3 separate regions of the Mus musculus genome follow, and all the other regions are linked to region 2. Evidence: chromatin contacts called from public HiChIP or PLAC-seq data. All regions are on one chromosome and are shown on one strand. Each heading gives the region's core, a stretch centred on a gene start, on an enhancer-like site or on the middle of the called end of the contact. The rest is flanking DNA. Distances are from core to core; before and after follow the strand shown. Region 1 overlaps Atxn10 (ataxin 10). Region 2 has its middle 34 kb from the start of Lncppara. Region 3 overlaps Gramd4 (GRAM domain containing 4).

The links. HiChIP or PLAC-seq counts read pairs in DNA pulled down with a chosen protein or histone mark.
Region 1: a CTCF HiChIP or PLAC-seq map of the NIH/3T3 cell line shows a contact between it and region 2, with 6 read pairs. The contact joins two enhancer-like sites. A contact is called at or near these places in 1 of 15 datasets of contacts at CTCF or cohesin (the NIH/3T3 cell line) and 3 of 115 datasets of contacts at active chromatin or transcription factors (embryonic stem cells and pancreatic cancer cells).
Region 3: a contact with region 2 is called in an HNF4G HiChIP or PLAC-seq map of pancreatic cancer cells. The contact joins two enhancer-like sites. A contact is called at or near these places in 1 of 15 datasets of contacts at CTCF or cohesin (the NIH/3T3 cell line), 1 of 484 Hi-C or Micro-C datasets (cortical neurons), 4 of 115 datasets of contacts at active chromatin or transcription factors (forebrain, large pre-B cells, pancreatic cancer cells and 1 more) and 1 of 9 other capture datasets (embryonic stem cells).

What each region holds. Positions count from the first base shown.
Region 1 is chr15:85,356,367-85,360,261 of GRCm38.p6, reverse strand. Atxn10 (ataxin 10) reads right to left here. Exons shown (of 12, transcript NM_016843.4): 2 at 617-808. Among named protein-coding and RNA genes, the nearest start is that of Gm23517, 7.1 kb to the right of the region's middle. Within about 2 kb of position 1,316, at least 38 of the 459 cell types and tissues checked have an H3K27ac peak or open chromatin away from gene starts, as enhancers often do. A contact at or near this core is called in the NIH/3T3 cell line, where this site is marked.
Region 2 is chr15:85,667,989-85,672,074 of GRCm38.p6, reverse strand. No RefSeq gene overlaps it. Among named protein-coding and RNA genes, the nearest start is that of Lncppara, 34 kb to the left of the region's middle. Within about 2 kb of position 2,309, at least 243 of the 459 cell types and tissues checked have an H3K27ac peak or open chromatin away from gene starts, as enhancers often do. A contact at or near this core is called in the NIH/3T3 cell line and pancreatic cancer cells, where this site is marked.
Region 3 is chr15:86,078,168-86,082,113 of GRCm38.p6, reverse strand. All of the region lies in intron 1 of Gramd4 (GRAM domain containing 4), which reads right to left. Among named protein-coding and RNA genes, the nearest start is that of Gm15722, 11 kb to the left of the region's middle. Within about 2 kb of position 2,028, at least 67 of the 459 cell types and tissues checked have an H3K27ac peak or open chromatin away from gene starts, as enhancers often do. A contact at or near this core is called in the NIH/3T3 cell line and pancreatic cancer cells, where this site is marked.

The DNA of each region.
Region 1 (3,895 bases), core at 67-2,566, 310 kb after region 2:
TTCTGAGTTCAAGGCCAGCCTGGTCTGTAGAGCGAGTTTCAGGGCAGCCAGGGCTACTCAGAGAAACCCTGTCGTGTAGGGGGAGGGCACTGCATAAGAGGAGAGAAGCTCAGCTCTGGGTTTGAGAGCTGTACAAAGGAAAGAGCGGTAGAGAGCACCCTCTGCTCTGAACTTAGCACTCCTCAGAAACATACACAGCTTAAGATGAAGGGGAAGTACTCAAAGCTTTAGAGTCTTAATACAGATAACCTCAGAAAATTATGAAATATTCTTGCTTAATTTAAACACAGGGTCAATGAAACATTTGCAAGGGGGTCAAACATTAAAAGGGGGTCGAGAACTGCATGTGAACTTGGACTGGCAGAACCTAGAAATATGGAACCAATGCCAAACTCAAATCACTCTTACATGAAGAATCAAATACCTCAAAACAAGTTACAAATTATGAGCAGGAAAGCTGAATAATCCCTCTTGTTAAACAAGAGAATACAAGAAATAGGGGTGTTTCCCTGTAGAGGTAAAGGACAGTTTTGTAAGAAAAAAAAAATGTGCAGCACTATAAAGCAAAAACATTAAGCAACATACAAGAACCACTCAGAAGAGCGTGTGTCACTACCTGATGGAATTCTGATTCACAGAACACTCTATACAAGCATTCCGAAGACATCTGAAGCATTCAGTGATTAGCTGCAGACTGGAAGCCAGATGTTCCACTTGGGAGGGATCCCTGCAGGCCAGCTCAACAGCATGAGTAGACTTCTTTAAGATATCCAGGACTCTCTGGAAGATCGTTCTGGGTGCTGTTTCCCTGGAAGAAGATAAGGTTGTTAGAAACTAGAAACTAGGGAGGAAGAGAGAGGAAGGGAGGGAGAGAAAGAAAGAGAGACTTCCAAATGTCCCAGCCCCAAAACTACCTACTCCAGAGTCAGGGGAAGCTGGATTGGTCTGTTCCACCTCCTTCATTATGAAACAGAAGTTATGGGCTGCAGTGTAGGCTGGGTACCTACTATGTGTGGGGCTGCTGTTAGTCCTTACATGTGTTCTCTCACTCTGCCTTTGAAATAATCTTACGATCAACACTATCCTCTCTCTCCATTTTACAGACAATGTAAGGGAAGGAGTTGCTTGCCCACATCACTTGGCCAATAAATGCCACAGTCACAATTCCAACTAAAGTTCCCTGATTCCAGTACTTGCATCCCCAGGACAACCCAAATCCATCCCAGAAGAATTAACTCTTGCTTATGGATCTGCCACTACCCAATATGGACATTGCACTCAGTTATGGAAAACAACATTCTGGAAGGACTGAGATGACAAGTGAGCGTGTCATCCACTCCATAGCAAGAGCTACAGCAAACTTTACACACGAGAGGGAGAGCCACAGGAAGCAGAAAGGGATGTGGGGTGCCGGCTCACCTATGAAAATGAGTGCCAGAGAGATGACCTACAGCTGCACTCTCAGGCACTCAGTCTTCACAAGTCTCTATCGTGCCACAGTATAGCCTACTATCATTCTATAGTTTTGGAGATGACAATTTTTTGGTGCAATTTGGTACTGAAATGAAAGCTAATTTCCTCATCCTAAGATTCCCTAAAGAAACACCAATCTGCTTTTAAAGATAGAAGGAAAAAGGGCTGGAGGGATGGCTCAGCAGTTAAGAGCACTGACTGCTCTTCCAGAGGTCCTGAGTTCAATTCCCAGCAACCACATGGTGGCTCACAACCATCTATAATGGGATCTAATGCCCTTTTCTGTGTGAAGACAGCTACAGTGTACTCATATACATAAAATAGATAAATAATTCTTTTTAAAAAAATAGAAGAAAACTGGACACCCTTACAGACAGTCTTGACCATCTGAGTGTTCTCCATTCTCAATGTAGAATCACAGGAGTAAACCAGAACACAGAAACTCCAAACTAGGAACGACCACGGGGTACCTAGACATCAATCACCAAACACACAGCACAGATGTTGCCTCCCTTTACAGGACCAGGGCATGATTTTTTTTCTATGAACTTCAGCACCCTGGTTTCTTGTGTACTTTGTGGAATCTTTCAGTCTTGCAGAGACAAACATCCCATGCTTTTTTATGCCTGGGCCTTGGACAAATCCAGAGGTAGTTGTATAGCTCATACTTTACAACAGTGGGAATCCCACATGGTCTGGATTTTCTCTTCTCTCCAGTTTCCTCACTTACCTCTCAGACCACACTAGGGAACCACACCCAGGGCCTCCCACATGTTAAGCAACTGACCTACGCAACTCTACCCTCTTCCCTTGTCTATTTTTTTAAGGTATCTGAAATTTGTTTCAGGAAGAAGGCAGGGTACTGATTAATTAATTAATTTAAAACTGAGAAGCAGCTGGGCAGTAGTGGTACACATTTTTTTATCCAAGCACTTAGGAGACAGAAGCAGGAGGATCTCTATGACTTTGAGGGCAGTATGGTCTACAGATCAAGTTCCAGGACAGCCAAGACTACACAGAGAAACCCTTTCTGCAGAAGGCGGCGGAGCAGGACTGAAAAACACAAAAATGTCTGTGCTCCACCCTACCGCACCAGTCAAGACTGTTTCCAAATAGGTCATAAAACTTTGACCCAATGTTTCAGTGACTTAGTGAGGAAACAAAAATGTGAAATACACCTTCCTCAGCAACTGTATCAAACAATTACATATGTAAGACACTTTTGTTGACAGAGAGAGAGAGAGAGAGAGAGAGAGAGAGAGAGAGGGAGGGAAGGAGAGAAGGAGGGAAGGAGGGAAGGAGGGAAGGAGGGAAGGAGGGAAGGAGGGAGGGAAGGAAGGAAGGAAGGAAGGAAGGAAGGAAGGAAGGAAGGAAGGAAGGAAGGAAGGAAGGAAGGACATTTACTTACACTCTCATTAAGGTTTACTAAACATACTGGAAAAACTACCCAAGAGTTTGAAACACAGTGAAGAGTGCAGACACCGCTGCCTACATCAACCGTCTTCCCTTGAACACTAAGCCATTCCTTGATCTCTTACCCCTCATTTTACTAGAAACTGACATCTGAAGCAGCACGAGCTTTGGAGCAAAACTACAGCTACAGACGAAAGAAGACAGTTACTCTTGAGAATAATGCTGTTTTTATAGTGTGCAGACCATAGAACTGTTAAGTTCATGAGCTAACCTACAAATATAATTCCCAGTGTTACATGTTCAGTTGTCATAGATGCACTGGGCCCTTAATATGCTTTAAAAAGAAACAAAACGTGGCTGAACTTTTAAGACCCATTAAAAGACCCCCGAAATCCACATAACTATAAGTAGCTTCTACATAGAAAGCTCACATTACACCATCTGTCAGAAACAAAATAGGTTGTGTTTGTAAAACAAAGAAAAATAACTTGGGAGTGTGATCATTGTCAGGGTCTAGACCCATGGCTTCCGGAAAGCACCTCTCACACATGCACTTCCAACCTCCCATGCTCTGCTCGCCTGTGCTCTCCCAGCAGGCTACACTTGCCACACTGTGCCCACCCAGGGCTTTCCCTGTGAGAACTTGGCATGTAATTCTGTCTTATCCTAGATGCTGAAACTTGAAAAACAGTCACCTCGTAAAGATGTGGCCCTAATGCACACAGATGTCTTGTGAGTCCTACTTAGCATATTTACTTTCTCCTTCGCCATTAGCTACTAAACAGATCAACTTGTAAGGAGGGTCCATAGGCCAAATTCACTGAATTTTAAACTTCCTGAAGTCAGAGAATATGTCTTAAATGTTTGTTTCCCTCAACAATCTGAAAAGAAAAAATTAAAAACCATCCCTCCATAGTCACATGGCAAATTGCTATGGATTCCATTAACCCTGGCTGACACAACAGAAGTACTAGATGAAGACAGATGAAACTGGTTTACTGGATGGGGG
Region 2 (4,086 bases), core at 1,060-3,559:
CAGACCACGTCTTGGCCGCCGCTAGCGCTGCGCTGGCATGCCCGCGGCCGCTGGCTGGAGTCCGGGGTGACTTGCGTTGGGCTCCTGGGCGCGCAGAAACAGCCGAGGGCAGTGCGGAGCCGCTCCCGCAACTCTTCGCAGGGTGGGACGGCCTCTGGCCAGCTTACGGCGAGGCCCCAAACCCGGGACCCACCGCTCTCCGGGCTTCTGCAGTCTTACATCCAACGACCCACCACGCAAGAGTGGCCCGAAGGATCGAGTCACGCGTCCACGGCTGGCGCCACTGGAGACCTTTGTCCCGGACGCCAACGAGAGTGTGCGGGCCCGCGTGCGCCCACGCCCTGCCGCGGAGGACCGGGCCGGCGTGCTCCGTGACTTTCTCCAAGTTCACGTGCATCCCGGAGCGGCCAGGCGGGCGCAGCGGGCCCGGACGCTCAGAGCCTGGCCGTCGGGCGGGCTCGGGACCCAGCGGCCCAGGGCGCGAGCGTGGCCACGGTGAGAGCCACCGGGGGCGGCCGGAGGGCACCGGGACGGAGCGGGCCACTCGTCTGGCGCTGCCCGGGCTCCGAATGCAGCGGTGGCTTGGCACAGACGCGCCGCGCGCCCGGTGCATGCTAATGGCCGGCGGGCGCGCCATGAATTATTCAGCAGCGGCGCGGAGAGGACGAGCGCGGCTCGGAGGGCGGCCTGGGCCGCGCGTCCCCCGCCGCTGCAGAGCGGCCGCACCGACTTCCCAAACTTTCCCCGGCCCGCACCGAGGATGCGGCCCCCGCGGCGCCGCGGTCCCCGCCCGAGCGCGCTGGCCGCGCTTCCCCCGTTGCCGCCTATTTTATGTCTTTTGTCTCGGAGTTGGCACCTGTCCCAGAGAGCGCGTTTCCCTGCCCACCCCTTCGCCGCCGGATCGGGGCGGGGGAGGGGGCACGGGGGACCGGGGAGGAGGGGACGAGGGAAGCGAGGCGCCCGCGCGCCCTGCGTCCTGGGGAGACCGCCCGGGGGCGGTGGCGGCGGCCGTGCCCGAGCACCCGGGCACCCCTGCTCCGCGGGGAGGTCAGGGTTGCGAACGCGCCCGGAATACCAACGAGGCCGCTGTGCCCGCTGCGGGCCCGTGCGTCCGGGCGCCGCCCCTCCCGGGCGGCCCCCACCCAGACGGGCGCGCTTGGGCTGGGAGGGCGGCGGGAGCTGCGGATTCGCCGCCCCGGCCCCGCGCCTGGCCCCGCAGCTCCGCGTGCGCGCCCCCGCAGGCACGCCGCCCCGGGCGCTCCCCGCTTGCGCGCGCCCGCCCCGCGGCCCCGCCCGTCGCCTTCGCGCGCCCACCCCACTGGGCACCGCACCGCGGAGACCCACCGGTAGAGCCCCGGGGCCAACGCAGCGGGGAGGGCTGAGCAGGAGCGCGTCCCCTGCCCGCGCTGCCCGCGCCACCCGCGCCGCCTTGGCACGGAGGCGGCTGCCCGGGCGCGCTCCGCGGCTGCGCTCCAAGGCTCTGGCTGCCATGATTGCGGGCAGTACCGGGACGCGCGTGCACGCTCGGGGCCGATTGGGACCCTCGGTCTACAGGATCCCCCTCTGCCCGCCCGCAGCCTGGTACGCGCAGAGGACAGCCGCCAGGGTCACGGAGCTCTAGATAGCGTACTGAGACAACGTTGTGGGCCCGATAGTGGCAGTGGCTTCCCGCAGGAAGGGCGCGCGCATGGGCGACCCAGCCAGTCCAACGGAGCAAGGGGCGCGGTGCCCAGCGGGGTACGGCAGGGAGAGCACACAACCTCTCGAATGGGTATGGGAAGTAATGCACAGAACTGAGCATGCAAAGGGGCCGTGCAAGGTGCCTGGGAAGGCATGGGATTCGCGGAGGCATGTTGCCCAGAGCTGGTGCCCACCTCCAGGCTCGCTCCTTTCCCGCTGGAAACAACTTCCTGCTATTAGGACTGGGGCACGGGAGCTGCGAGGGTAGTTCAAGGCCATGGCTTTGCTCTCAGCCCTTCAGCGACACTGCTGGCTCCAGGCCACCCCGGGCCCCTAAAAGGGGGAATGGGACGGCTGGGCTCCAGGACCTGGTTATTGGTTAGAATGCCAAGGAGGCCGCAGCGTCTTTCAGATCGCTTCACTGGCGCGCACAAGCGTTTTCCAAACACAGGCCAGCCTGGGCCTCAGGCTCTCAGAGACACATGTGAACACAGGGTCCCTAGACTTGGATTCCCTCCTCCTGTCCAGACATGCTCTGGATCACAGCCACTTGGACCTGGCTGGTTCTGGAGGTGTATGATAGCCCGTTGACGACCAGGGCCAGAGAGAACAAGGCCTCCAGGGCCCATCCCACAATCTCTGTGCCTGTCTCCCCCCTCCTCCTCCCCACTGGCCTTGGCATTCTAACCAGTGTCCTTTGACGTCATATCTCGCCATTTCTGTCAACCAATTGAAACTTGCTCGTTGTAATAAAAAATATAATTTTTTTATGCCATTGGTAAATTCAAAAGTTCCTCGTGTGTCCCGCTTCCCAGGAAACTTCATTCCACGTTGTATTGGACTGCCACGAGGGAGAACCTGAACATACTAGATAAAGGTAGCCTGGGCTTGCTGGCTCCGTCAGGGCCTTTAACTACTAGAAACCTGTTAAAGTCTAAGTACTGTAGACCACCATGACCCTGGCCTGTACAACAGCCACACCACTTCAGTGCAGGCAACCCCAGAACATACAGTTTAGGGGGAGGGGGAAAAAATCCAGGACACATCCTGCCCTGATCAACTTTCATTTTCTACAACTGCCAGTAGCTGAAGACAGTCACATCTAGTGAGCTTCATTCTTTTCTGTGGAAGAGTGTATTGTGGACCCAGGTCCTAGGGCTAGAGTCTCAGGGGCAGAAGGGCAGGGGCTCTTCAGTGTTATACCAGAGTGGCTCTGCCGAGTCTTCGCCACAGGGCTGGTGAAACCTATCTTTTCTGGCACTGTATGGTCCTTTACAATTCTCCTTACTGTGAGAGTTCCCAGCCTCGATCAGGAAGTGTGGCAAAGGGTGATCCTGTGCTAGGCAGTCTCCTGATACCACACAGATCCCTAGCAAGTCTCTTCTGCTGTAGCCACAGTAGGGGCTGGGGGGTGGGGTGGGGAGGGGGTAACCTCAACCGTGAGGCCAGAAAACACTAAAGAAGTCTTGTGGTCTAGTGAGGCCCTAGAAGAACAGAAGCTCTAGGACTGAGCTTAACTGCAGAGATACTGGTATTCCAAGCACCAGGCCCTTCTAAACGCCAAATCTGGTTTTCCCAAAATAATGAGCAAGCTCAGGAATGACCAAATGGGGATTCTAAACACAAATATATGGTGCTTATTCTCCCACAAAACTGCTCTCAAGTGCAAAGTCTAAAACGGTTGCATACCTTTGAGATATGCTCGTGAGGGGAAAAAAATAAAAGCTGCATCCAGACACTGCACTATAATAATCAATTTCTAATCACCCTTCCTAAACACCATAAATATTATAGGTAATGTGATATATGTTTTGTGATTAAATGACGGATTAAAACATTGAATTTTTTTAAAGGCAACAAATAAAAAGAGATTTATCTTCCTTTATGCCGCTTACAAGTTTTGTCCCCCACTGGTACAAATAGACTTGACAAGTGTATCATTACTGAGCTCCACGACTAAATGCCAGGATATTAGCTTTGTAATTTTCACCTGAAATCATTGTGTAATCACGCGGGGGTGCTAACCTTTTTATTAGCTGACTCCCCCCTTACTTTCACATGGTAATAAATTAATTTAATGTCTTCTCCCCCCCCACCCCTCCCCCTTCCCAATTTTTATTTGGTAACACAAGAAATTGGGTGAGTCAGAGCAATATTCAGGAACACATACATTTTAAAATTCTACCTGTACTTGGCAAGGGTTTGTATGTAATTTGGTTGCAAATTCAGAAATCAAATTCTGCCTAATTTAGGGGAAAATAATGGCCTTCAGGTAATTCGATTGGGCTTTATACAGTTTGGTTGGCTAGCTTTTTTTTTTTTTTTTGTCTACTTGGTATCATAGTAGTCAAAGGAAAAAAAATCAAACTGTGCTCAATTGATCTAAAGGAAATTTTTGATCTGACA
Region 3 (3,946 bases), core at 779-3,278, 410 kb before region 2:
GCCCCAAACAGGACAGTCACTTAAGAGTTCAATCAGAGGCAAGTCTACCTAGGATCGACCAGTGCCTTCTCACAGATCAGCTGACTCTTCTACTCATGGCGGCAAGCATGTCTGTCGGGCACCTTATAACCAAGGAGGCCCATAAGGACACCGGATCAAGTGCTACCGCGCAGAGACTCCAGGTCTCATTCCCAGACCCCTGCATAGGCTCTTCCATGTCCCCAGGGCACCACTAACAGGGAAACTGGACCCAGTGGCTTCACAGCATGGAACTCCCCGGGTATGTGATGAATCTGAAGCACTCCCTCCTACAGGGTGGAGGGAGGTCCCTGAAGCTACTCAAACTTACTCACAGAGGTCAAAAGTCAAAAGGCTTCACACGCGAGGCCCAGAAAAGCAACCCTTTCGGAGGAGTGGAGACTTTTCCAGCTGGCCGAGCTGTCTGTGCCGCGCAGGGAGCTCCCAGCGCGGTAGCTTTTGTTCTGAGTCATCACCATGGCTGAGGTGGGCTTTTCAGTGATGTAGATGGCTTTGAGCCTTCTGTAAGGACCCCCCCCCCCCAGTAGATTCACTGGTTCGCTACGCTACGCTAGACCTGTGTGCAATCATTTCTCTGGTTTACTATCCGGGCACTATCGGGGATGGATAGACGTTTGTCCGTGTCTCTTCATATACAACCAAACACAAAAGCTAGCACTGGGTGAGGGTGAGGGACAAGCCAGGTGGGAGTCCCTAATTAACCCTGACTCTGGCTTTAAACAGCTTCCCAGCTGAAGAGCCCATGAGCTACCAAACCAGGTTCCTTCCTTCCAGTCACTTCCAGTTTTCTTAGCTTGGCTCAGCTGATATCAGAGGCCATGCCTGAGACTCTCACGCTGATCGGGCAAGCCCTGAATATGTTCCGACCGGCATTGCCAGCACAGCACTGCTATCAAATATTTTATATCTAAACCAGTACTCACCAGGGAGATGGTTCCTGCCAGCCTGGCAGCCCTCAACCCCTGGGCACCCCTCACTTGTAGCCACTGCTTTAAAACTCAGTCTCAGCCAGGTGGGCGGTGGCTCACGCCTTTAATCCTAGCGCTCAGGAGGCAGAGGGATGTGAATCTCTGAGTTCGAGGCCAGCCTCTGCTACAGAGTGAGTTGCGGGACAGTCGGGGTTTACACAAAGAAACCCTGTCTCAAAACAATAATAACAAAAACTAAACTAAACCAAACCAAAAAACTCTCAAGTCCCATGGACAGGAGAAAAATTTTAAAGCAAGTTGCAAAGCCCTCTGGGTACAACTGAAGCCTACAACACAGGTAATCTGAAAGCCGCATGCTGCAATCAGAGCTGTCTTAAGGCACAGTCTTCAGGGTAGCCCACAGGCAAAGTGGTAGGAAGACAAGTGTTCCTGGGAGTGCTACAGTCTGAGAGGACTTCAAGGGAGGCTCCAGCCAGTCAGTAAAGATAAAGTGTGTGAGTGTGCCACTGCTTGGGGACATTAAAGATCCTACTAGGTGTTCTGGGTGCACCTACTATGTGCCAGGCATGCTGCTTTTTTTTTTTTTTTTTTTTTAATCATCCTTGTTTGAGACAAGATCTCATGCTGGAGCCAAGGCTGGCTTGTAATTCACTATGTACCCAGGTTAGCTCCAAACTAGCAGCCATTCTCCTGCAGCAGCCTCCAGAGTGCCAGGATTGTAGACATGAGTTTTAGGTACACTTGATTTTGGGGCTGAGGTCCAGACAAGTAGAGGGTGATATTGCTGGAGCTGTGAATGCTAGACTCAGGAGGGAGAAGAGTGTCCCTAGCCTGAGGGACAGACAGTGACAGCCCAGGACGACAACTCCACTGAGGTTAAAAAAAAAAGTCAGCTGGTGGATATGCAGGGAAGGCAGTGTGGCCAGTGTCCTCTCAACAGAAAAAAACAGAGAGGAAATGGCAGGGAAATCTTATTAAGAATCATCTCATTTCAAGCACAGTATGGGGTGCCAAGTGACCTGTGACTCAGAGAGGTGACAAGGCGGTGGTCAAGACTCAGGAAATGAGCACAGGTCGTGGAGATGGAAACCAGCAGGCAGCTCTGGGTTCATCTGGGAGGCTCTGCCCAATTGCATGGGGCAGCAGAGGTAGCAGGAACTGGCCACAGGTAATTAGCCCCTCCAGCCTTCAACGATGCCAGCCATGCTCCCCTGAGGATAAGCGACCTGCTTGGCACTTCCCAGGCCACACCTCAGTGAAGCCCATGGACAGCAGCTGGGTTCCAGGCTCCTCATCTCTGTCTCTAGGCGTGACACACACTAAGAAAAAAACCCTGGAACTTTCTACGCTGACTACAGAGGCCTTCCTTTCTTAAGAGATGAAGAAACAGGAATCAGGGAGGAAAGATACGGCCATCACATGGTAGAAGATGGAATCTGGTCTTGCTGCTCTAGTCCTCTTCTGGGGCCCCTGCCAGGATGTGAGCCCGGGAATGAGGCAGGGTGAGTGGAGGAACTGAGGGGCCTGTTTCCAGGCAGTTGTGCTGCTGGTGGTGGTGGCAGTGTGTGTGCATTCGTGTGTGTGTGTGTGTGTGTGTGTGTGTGTGCATGTGCATGTGCACAGACACAACCACAGGGGATCATGGAGAACAGCAGGAAGACAGTCCCTCTAAGATTGAAAAGACCCAGTGACCCAGCGAGCTGACCTCTGAATCCACGTACAAGAGAATGGAATCAGCAGTCGGGGCTGAGGTGTCCACAAACCTCTGCTCAAAGCACCTACGGAAGCACACCTGGCCATCCTTGGGCTGTCCCGTCACAGCGGACCCTGTGGAGAGCTACAGCGATGCAGGTGCCCCTCTTCTCCGTCCTCCTTCTCGTAATTTTTCTAAGTGAGCATGTGCTGTGGGTGCTGGCTGACGTGGAGTGGGGTTGTCATGGACATTATTCAGTAAGTTAATAAATATCTTTAAAGTCTTTTTGCTTTAACTTCTGGTACGAGAGGCAGCCATCGACACAACCCACATAAACACAGCCTGGAATGTCTTCAGCCCCCGAAGGCTGTGAGGGAACCAAGATGGAGGTGGGGACGAAGCAGGAAGGAGTGGGAGGCGGTAGTGGGAGGCGGTAGGGGCGGAAGGCAGACTCGGAGGCCTCCCGGATAGACACCAGGCAACCAGTGGACAGCCTGCCCGTGACCTCTGACCTGCCACTAGGTCTTGGAGGACCGAAGCAGGTCCTACAGGGAGCTATATCTAGGCATAATCTGGAAGAGGAGCCGGGTCAAGAGAGTCTCACTTTAAAGAGAAGGTCAGAGGAGACCCAGAACACCACATGTCACAGAGCCAGCGAGAGTGCCCATCTCCTTTCTGGTCACAGTCAGAAACAGCCTTGATTCATTTCTAAGTTAGTAGGACATCGGGACCTCTAGTCCGCCTCACTAACCTAGCAAGGACCCGAAGGTCAGAGTTGAGGCTGGTGGGTGGCTCCTTATATAAATGTCACAGTAAATGTACTGTCAAGAAGGACACAGCCCAGGATGGCTCGGCAAGTGGTCTCTGTCCACAACACCCACTGACAGGCAGAGTCTGGGAGAAGCTGGTACCCAGGGGCGAGGCAAGGAAAAGGTAGGTGGGTGTTAGCCTAGAGGCCAGCAGGTGGCTTGGGCAAAACCAGATGATGCCAGTGTAGAAACTGAGGGGGTGGAGAGTGTCAGGGGCAGGGTTCCTCCCTGCCCTGACCAGAGGTCACTGTGCATAAGGGCTGCTGGGAAGGCGAGACATAGTTGGGACATCTCAGAGTTCCTCAGAGACCCAACTTTATCCTCATGTCTCTACCTGACAGAGGTCACTACCTCATCACTTCTTGGCCTTTTGGCTAAGATCCAGTGTAGAAGCCACCACCCCATTACAAAGCAACAGAACACAGAGAGCCTCAGCAAGACAGGACAGTGCCCTGCTTTAGTCAGGACTCCAGGCT